3 separate regions of the Mus musculus genome follow, and all the other regions are linked to region 3. The links are chromatin contacts, called in public Hi-C maps. All regions are on one chromosome and are shown on one strand. The core of a region is the stretch at or near the end of the contact, and the rest is flanking DNA. Distances in the headings are between cores, read along the strand shown. Region 1 overlaps Adamts3 (a disintegrin-like and metallopeptidase (reprolysin type) with thrombospondin type 1 motif, 3). Region 2 holds the start of Adamts3 (a disintegrin-like and metallopeptidase (reprolysin type) with thrombospondin type 1 motif, 3). Region 3 has its middle 140 kb from the start of Adamts3.

Region 1 (2,733 bases), core at 76-2,575, 180 kb after region 3:
CTTTAGACGAGAGCTCCTTTGTTACAGCTACTGTAAATGTTGTTCCATTCATTCTAGCTAAAATAGAGGAGCACCATGCCAGATTTCCTTGTAGAAATGATCTTAAGATTGTCAAAAATTCTTCTTTGTACATGAGTGTCTTCATTCAGAAAGTTAGGGTTTTATTGCTGAGAAGGGCCATCATGATCGTGGCAGCTCTTATAAAGGAAAACATGTAACTGGGGCTGGCTTATATTTTTAGAGGTTCAGTCCATTATCATCATGGTGGGAAGCATGGCAGCATCCAGGCAGATATGGTGCTGGAAAAGGAGCTGAAAGTTCTACCTCTTGATCTGAAGGCATCAGAAGACTGTGTCACACTGGCCTGGGCATAACTTCAGCATAGGAGCCCTCAAAGGCTGCCCCCACAGTGACACACTTTCTCCAATAAGGCCACATCTACTCCAACAAGACCATAACTCCTAACAGTGTCCCTCTCTATTGGCCAAGCATTCAAACACATGAGTCTGTGAGAGCCATTCCTATTCAAACCACCACAATGACGAGTCCAGAGAACTGAGAATCTTATCGGGTTTCACAAAACTTCTAGACACTTGCTTTCAGAGCCTGCACTTTTGATCATTATTTTATTTTGATGCCTGGTGAAGTTTCTTAATATTCCACCTAGGCAATTTGAATTAAACACAGATACACAAGTGCATATCTCTGTGCACAAACGGATTCCTTGTTTTTGCATATGTATAATGCATAAAAACCTGTGTGTATCATTACATAAAATATCCCATATAGATATCTTGATACATTGTGATATATATATTAATTAATCATCTTATTGTATTTTGAGACTCAAATTTGGATTTGGGGGATGCAGGGAGCCCAGAGCCAGGCATTGGAGCTCTTTTTTTTTTTTTTTTTCCATACAGTTTCTTTCAGACAGTTACTGTGCCCCAGCTGCATCGGACATGCTGTTTGACTTTGTAGGTCTTTGCTCCCATTTTAAACATAGCACACAGAGAGTCTGTAATCAAGCAATTTGACTTTGAACAGAATTACTAGGCAGGGGGTATAGATGAGTGTAGGTAATTAGTAAATGAAGCTGAGCTGCTGTCTTTCCAGTTTGGGCTCCTTGTTCAGCAGGTGAGTGAATTTGCTAGTGCCTGTTAAAATCCATGCCTCTGGCCTTATCCTCTTCCTGTGAAAGTAGCTCATCTCCAGCCACAGTAGCTGCTTATAGCTTTAAATAGCACAGACGTGGCCTCTGCCAGCTTCCCCAGCCAGCTAGGGTTACGGTGGGGCCAGGGTAGCCTGGCTATGCGGTCTGTGCGAGGCCAGGGAAGGGGTTAGTGAGTTGGCTGCCTGCCTGGGCACCGGTGCAGGAGAGGCATGGAGTAGCACAGCAATTTCCTGCTTTGGGTGAAGCCATAGAGAGCCTAGTGCTGGCTAAGCCTGGGCTTTCACATTCTTCTGTGATATTTTACTGCCCACTCCCCTCCCACCCAATGTTCCTCTCAAAGGAGATTTTGATTTGTGCTGTTCACTGGTTCATAGGGGTGACTGAAGGAGACCAGAAAGGCCTCTCCGCTCTCCAGTTTCTACTCATTTTGCCTAGGATTTCCACTTTTAGAAAAAAAAAACCATATCACACTCTATCATTATAAATTTCTCTTAAACATTTTTTTTGTAGATTTGTTTATTAGCATAGGTGGTCATTCATGACAGACATGCACGTTGATATCAGAGGGCAACTTCTGGGAATTGGTTCTCTCCAGGACCACATGGGTCCCTGAATCCAGCTTAGAGCTTCAGGCTTAGCAGCAAGTGCCTTCGCCAGCTGAACCATCTTGCTTGTCCCAAGTCAGGGATTCCTAGCTCTGATACCATTGCATATGCAGCTGAGTCAACTTGTTGCTAAGGACACAGAGAGTTGGCAGAGGAAACAGGAAACATGAGCACAGATCAGGAAACAGGTGAGAGACTGGGATGTTCTTGGGAAAGTAGAACGTCAGGTGGAGACACTAGTAAAGATCGCGTGTATTCTGTATTCTGTTTGCACAGGTTTATTTAGCCTAACCTCAATGTTGCCCATTTCTTGGCTTCGAAGGTTGAGGTTGAAAGAAGATGAACAATTGCATTTCTCAAAGTTCCACCAGGGGCCACTTAGGTGACTGAAGTACTTCCTGCGGATGTATGGCCAGAACTAGCTTCCTGTCAGAGATACACTGGTTGTGTTGGCGGTTTGTTTGACTTGCCTTGTTCCACATGACTGGCTTATGGAGGACTCCTCTTTATGAACTCCTCCTTGGTGGAGTTCAAGCAGGGACTCTGAGGATGGCTTTTTCCCCAGGTTCTCTGGGCGTGGCTGAACATTTCTTTGTGAGAAGGGTATCATGCATATCTCAGGCTTTTATTTGATCCAGCTGGCTTACCTATAGTTTGTCTTGAAGCAGGTATTTTGTCTCAGTGAAATGGAATCATGAAAAGGGAAATTTGTCCATTGTGATGGACAGGAGTAAGGATGTTTGCCTCTGGGTGCCCTTCCCAGTGTGATGCTAGGAGCACCTGTGCTGGGAGCCTGGCTGGAGAGTGAAAGGCCTGGGATTCACCTCTAGGGCTACAGGGTCAGTCCTTGGCTGTTAAAAGTAAATTTCTGGTTTTAAACCAATTCTCAGAGGAACTCAACCAATACCAGTGTGGGGTTGCCTGAATTTCTCACTGGCAATGCAAAAATAAATA
Region 2 (2,700 bases), core at 166-2,665, 140 kb after region 3:
GTCCTCCATTGTCCTTTGACCTGCCTGTATACAATGGTCAAGTTTTTAAGTTATGCCACGCTGAGGCGTATTTGCTTTAAAGGTTAGGAAGTTCATGCCTAGACCTCAAGTCGAGGACAGCCCACGATGCTGCAGGTTGCAGTTGAAGGGAAAAGTCAATTTAGAGGTCCTTCAGTCCTGAGGGTCTAATCCTATTTCTAAGCAATAATTAACTAATTAACCTAATATACTCTGTTGCTAGATGAGGGCACTTCCTATACGTTCCTGTAAATGTCCTCCGTATAGAATTTCGACAAGACAGAGGCAACACAGCAATGAGCGTAGTGCAATGTATAAACCAGATGATGGCCTTTCCTTTAGCTCTCTAGGAATAAACAATTTATGAAGTCATATAACAAAATTCAAAACTAACCACACCTTGACAGGATTGCCCCAACAAGACCTGACTCCACTTCCCTATCTCTGGGTGAAGTTTCGAAAATCCCACCTCAATGTGAGCCTCATTAATCTCTGGTCTGATCTTGGGTGAGGGTGGTCCTCCAGGATAGGAGAACTCCCTCCTCACCTCCCCCCACCCCAACCCCCAGGCCACCCTGGTCTACCCCAGGGAGGTAGGTCTGGGATTCCAGCAACTCCCAGGTCGCTGTCTTTTAATCCCAGAAAACTGCAAACCGCAGAAGCCACTAGATAACTTAATCTGGGTGTAAGCAAGAGACCCCGAGGCCTGTGTACTCTAGTGATAAACGGAAACATCCGGTTGAGTCAAGAAAGGGAACGCGGTATCTTTGAAAACTAATATAAACGAATAAAGCATAAACAAGAGCTTTGCTGAGAGAGGCCCCCCGCTTTCCCGGGCCCATACAAGCCTGGGAGGGGACGAGTGTCTGAAGGGGAAAATCCCCCACGTCCTTGGGTCCTTGGGATTCTCTCAGGAGACTTTACTCTGCCTGGGTGGGGTGGGGTGGGGGGTGGGGATGAGATTGGCTGGAGGAGGTGATTTCATCCAGCCCAGGTCTGGTGAGCGGACCCTCCCCCTCCCTCCTCCAGTCGGGCTGGGAGGCGCGCCTGGGACCCTCCCCGCCCCTCGTCCCATCACGGAGACCAAGGGGATGCGGGGTCCAGGCGGCGCTTTCGCAGCCCCTGGGACGGTGCGAGTTCTGACCCTACGCCGGGGGGCGCGGGCCCCGGGTGACGTGGGCGCGCGGCGGGAGGGGCCGTCCGGAGGAGGGAGGGGGTGACACGGTCGCCTTTTTAGCGCCCGGCGGGTCGCGGGCAGAGAGCAGACGCCCGGGGCCCGCAAGCAACCGGAGCGGGCGAGCGGCCCACTCCTCCCTCCTCCTAGGCGGCCGCCTCCTCCCCTCGTCCTCCCGCCCCCACTGCGTGTGCGGCGGAGGATCCAGGGCTCGCGCTGCCTCTTTCTCCCGCTCGCTGGGCTCCGGCTCCCACTTCTCCCCGCCGCTGCGCTCCCGGGACCCGAGCCGTCTCCGTGCTTAGCCTAGGCGGCCCACGGTGCTCCGAGAGCCTCGCAAAAGCAGCTCCGGGGTAGAGAGTGGGACGCCCCGGTCCCTTCCCCCGCTCGGGTCAGCCTCTGCCCGGCTCGCAGCACCTCTGGCTCCCTCACTGTCGGCTTGGGAGGACAGGGTGAGAAGGTGAAGTGGAAAGGACCGACAGGGCACGGGGCCAGGCGCACAGCTCACGTTGCCTTTTCATTGAGCAAAGCCCAAGATAATTTTTTAAAAGCTCTGCACGCCCCCCACTCCTTCCATTTTCTTTGCGCTTTTAAAGGAAACTTATTTTGGGGTGCTTTGCGCTGGGGTAGCTGCTTTGCCCAGTAGTTGCGAAGTACACTCGACTCGTGATGGTGTTCCTGTCACTTTGGTTGATAGCAGCCTCTCTGGTAGAGGTTAGGACATCAGCTGATGGACAAGTAAGTGGAAAATAATAATAAAAAAAACTCAAACCCAACCTTTTCCCGACAGAGTTCCTCCCCTCCGTCCCTTTCACTCTCCCTTCCTCCCCTCCTGCCACCCTTCTGGGGCATCTTCTGCGTTCCGAGGCGGCGCGTGGAGGGCTGGGCGCTGCGCGGGGCTGGGGCCTGGGGGGCTCACTGCACCGGAGGTTGGACAGCCATCCCCCGGGAGCCTAGGTTCATCACACTTGGGGATCCCCTAGCCCGCGGCGACCAGGAGCGAACCAGGTGTGAGACTGCAGTCAGATCTCATCCTAGCGGGGCTATCAGGCTGTCCCCCCCTTTCGCGAGGGCGTTTCGGGCGCTCTGGCGAAGTTAGGGTTGTGGATCCCGGAGCCCACAGGCTCTCCCTCTTCCTGACTCCCTGCTCCTGCGGGCGGCCAGGGATAAGAGGTTTCAAGAAGTCGCCAGGCAGGACCCGGAGCTACCCAGCAGACACGTGTCCTGGGAGGACTGGGGCTGGGCTGCAGTTTGACAGTTGGGGAGGGCCTGGGACGTTTCCTGCCCTCGCCTTTTCCGCGGGCAGCCAGAGCTGGAGGCGTCTGCCGCCTCTTCCCCTCCCCCTCTGCAGAACTCCTCCTCTTTTTAAAGCTAAATTGAGTGCAGCTCTGGTGCCTTTCGGCCCTGCCCCCACCCTGTGGAGACTCAAGGTGAAGCTGACGTTCTCAGAAGGGCCCTTGAAGGAGGCTCAGGCTGGGGAGCCTTTTGTAATAAATCACACCCACACTGGA
Region 3 (2,700 bases), core at 50-2,549:
CTGTGTCTGGAAGACATCCCTTTTGGCTCTTAAAGCTGCCTTTTCTTCCACACAGATCCCTGACCCTTAGAGGAAGGTCTTTCATGAGGACACCCATTTGGGACTGAGTGCTCCAAGGCCTATCTATCCCTCTTTGCTCACTGTCCAGCTATGGGTCTCTGTGTTAGTTCCCATCTATTATAGGAAGAAGATTCTCTGATGATAGCCAAGCAAGGAGCTAATCTATGGGTGTAGCAGAATGTGGTTAGGAGTCATTTGATTGCTATGTTCTTTTAATAGAATAATAGCATTAGGATTTTTCCTAGGCCTGTGGTCCATCTAGTCTCAGGTTTAGTCTTAGCCACTTTACCACTGTCAGGTACAGGTGATATTTTCTTTGTTTGAGACAGGGTATCCCTGTGTAACCCTGGCTGGATTGGAACTCACTTTGTAGATCAGGTTAGCCTCTAACTGACAAAGAGCCCCCTGCCTCTGCTTTCCACATACTGGGATAAAAGCTTGGACCACCATATCCTGCAACTACAGTGACATTTCTTTAAACCATCTATAATGGGCATACATAAGTAAAAAGCAGAAAAAAAAATATTTGTCTTCTCCTTTCCTCCTAAGTATAGGCATTGTATTTTCAAAATAGAAGGAAATGAAAGGACAAAAATTCAAAATGACATACAAATGAACTCATCCCCCCCACCTTTACATAATACTGCAGTGTAAACCATACTTAGACAAGAGCATCCTCATGTTTGCAGATACACCCCCACAAAAGCTGCATTAGCAAGTCTGGTGTGGTTTGCCTTTGATTACCAGGAATGGGTGTAAAAGGAGAGGGCTCCTATCATCTCCTGGGATGTAGGCTTTGGTAAGGCTCAGTTTTATCACTTCAAGAACTGTATCAAGGTCTACAGATCCATGTGACATTTAACAGAATGCTTTGGTAGTGAGTAGTCACGGAGCAGAGTCAGCACACGGACACAAAGCACGCTGCTGCATTTCCCTCAGCCGTGGGAGCTGTCAGCATACCGCAAAGAAGTCAAATGAATGGCCCGAAGAGATTGATTTATGTTGCAAAATATGCTAATGCTGATTAGAAAATAGCCATAGCCCAATTCCTAGTCACAGATGAGTTGGGTCTCTTAAATTACAATTTGTTACACTGCTACAAGGTTATTATAATATATGCCCGTCTCCTGTTCACCACAGAAAGTTGATGTTATTTGAGTAATGAAGACTCTGGGGCAGTTCATAGCAACACGACGACGTGTATGTATGACTGGGTGTTGCCTGAAATACACATCAACTGCCACCACTTTATCATGTTAGAATATCTCTCCTTTCAAAATCGTAGACGAGTTGAGGACGCCATCTGCTCTTTGTCTGTATCCCTCCTGTGCCTCCCTGTGCTTCCCTTAATCTTGAAGAATGGTTCTTGAAATTCGTACAGGACTCTTTAAAACGTTTGCCACATACTTTGAGAAGCATCTGGTTGGAAAAGGTCCCGCTTTCTGTGTTTGTTCCCAGTTGTCTGCTGCGTGCCATGTTTCTTGGGAATCCAGTTTTGTTAACTTTGGGGTAAATGCTTTTTTTTTTTTAATAGTGAGACTAATAACGTAAAGGAAGCTGTTCAGGCTTGTACAGATGAGTGACACAAAGTCGGGAAAGTTTGATTAACTTACTTGCTGTCTAATCTGTACAAGGTTACCTGGAAATGGCTGTTTCTTTCCTTTGCTTGATGGTTTCAAGATGGACCTTGTCCCTTTAAGGAACCTTGGATACCTTGCATATTTGTTGAAGCATCTGCTCAGGTTTCAGCAGCGACTTCATGATAGCTGTAATTCACATAGCGCTCCTTCAGCAAGCAAGGCAGCGACCTGTCAGCAAGACAGATCTCCCAAGGAACTGGCAACTGAGATGTATAAAGAAGATCTGATTCTTAAAAGGGCCAGAACTGTCAGCTCGAAGAGCTACAATGGATTATCTGTTGCTGGCCACTCTTTTTAAAATATTATTATTCTCATTTTTTCCCTACTTAAATAATATACATACTAAAATATTGGAAATTTCAAGAAATGGCTATCTTGCACAGTGTTCAAAAATAATAGCTAACACCACTGTGTTGCTCCCATAGGGTAAGCATTATGGCTTTAGAGATGTTAGGTCTTTCAACTCAACTGATGATTATAATGAGATACAAACTATCAATGTCCTTAACACAGAGAGAAGGGAATGGGGGCATGGCTTTTAGTACTTGCTTGAAGTCTCTCTTGGCTGATGAGCAGTGAAGCTGACATTGGCCAGAGTTAAACTCTTACCAGCCATATTGTCTGCACTTACTGACCAATATTCACAGCCGCAGAACCTTCCTCTCACGATGCTTTCCATCAGATGGGTAAAGCAAGCCGGAGATTCGTGGACGTTTGGTTACTGACTTTACTTTTGTTTATTTAATTGTGAAGCTTCCTTACACTATTTATAAGCTTTTGGAAGACATCTTTGTGATAAAGATGTTTGAGTTCAGTGAAACTGCTAACTAAGGGTCTCTACCTCCTAGGTAGATAAACTTTCTGGTCCCACCAAAGAGAAATGATGTAGGAGAAAAAGCTGGGGTGCCACGTCAGTGTGCAGTGAGTCTGTAGTATAGCTGGTGGCCTCTTTAATCTGTTTCCCTCTCTGCAAAGTGGAACCTATCTGTCATCCCCATGA

What was found. Hi-C and Micro-C count contacts between places; a contact is called where the count stands out from the background.
Region 1: a contact with region 3 is called in a Hi-C map of cortical neurons, with 2.6 times the contacts expected there. The contact joins two enhancer-like sites. A contact is called at or near these places in 1 of 39 promoter capture datasets (hippocampal neurons) and 4 of 484 Hi-C or Micro-C datasets (cerebral cortex, cortical neurons, nephron progenitors and 1 more).
Region 2: a contact with region 3 is called in a Hi-C map of uterus, with 4 times the contacts expected there. The contact joins the promoter of Adamts3 here to the enhancer-like site in region 3. A contact is called at or near these places in 1 of 39 promoter capture datasets (hippocampal neurons), 5 of 484 Hi-C or Micro-C datasets (cerebral cortex, nephron progenitors and uterus) and 1 of 115 datasets of contacts at active chromatin or transcription factors (embryonic forebrain).

Annotation. Positions count from the first base shown.
Region 1 is chr5:89,843,138-89,845,870 of GRCm38.p6, reverse strand. The region is part of intron 3 of Adamts3 (a disintegrin-like and metallopeptidase (reprolysin type) with thrombospondin type 1 motif, 3); the gene reads left to right. Among named protein-coding and RNA genes, the nearest start is that of Gm25758, 16 kb to the right of the region's middle. Within about 2 kb of position 1,325, at least 77 of the 459 cell types and tissues checked have an H3K27ac peak or open chromatin away from gene starts, as enhancers often do. A contact at or near this core is called in cortical neurons and hippocampal neurons, where this site is marked.
Region 2 is chr5:89,882,049-89,884,748 of GRCm38.p6, reverse strand. Adamts3 (a disintegrin-like and metallopeptidase (reprolysin type) with thrombospondin type 1 motif, 3) reads left to right here and starts at 1,415. Exons shown (of 22, transcript NM_001081401.2): 1 at 1,415-1,927. The coding sequence starts at 1,859.
Region 3 is chr5:90,025,675-90,028,374 of GRCm38.p6, reverse strand. No RefSeq gene overlaps it. Among named protein-coding and RNA genes, the nearest start is that of Adamts3, 140 kb to the right of the region's middle. Within about 2 kb of position 1,299, at least 9 of the 459 cell types and tissues checked have an H3K27ac peak or open chromatin away from gene starts, as enhancers often do. A contact at or near this core is called in cortical neurons, hippocampal neurons and uterus, where this site is marked.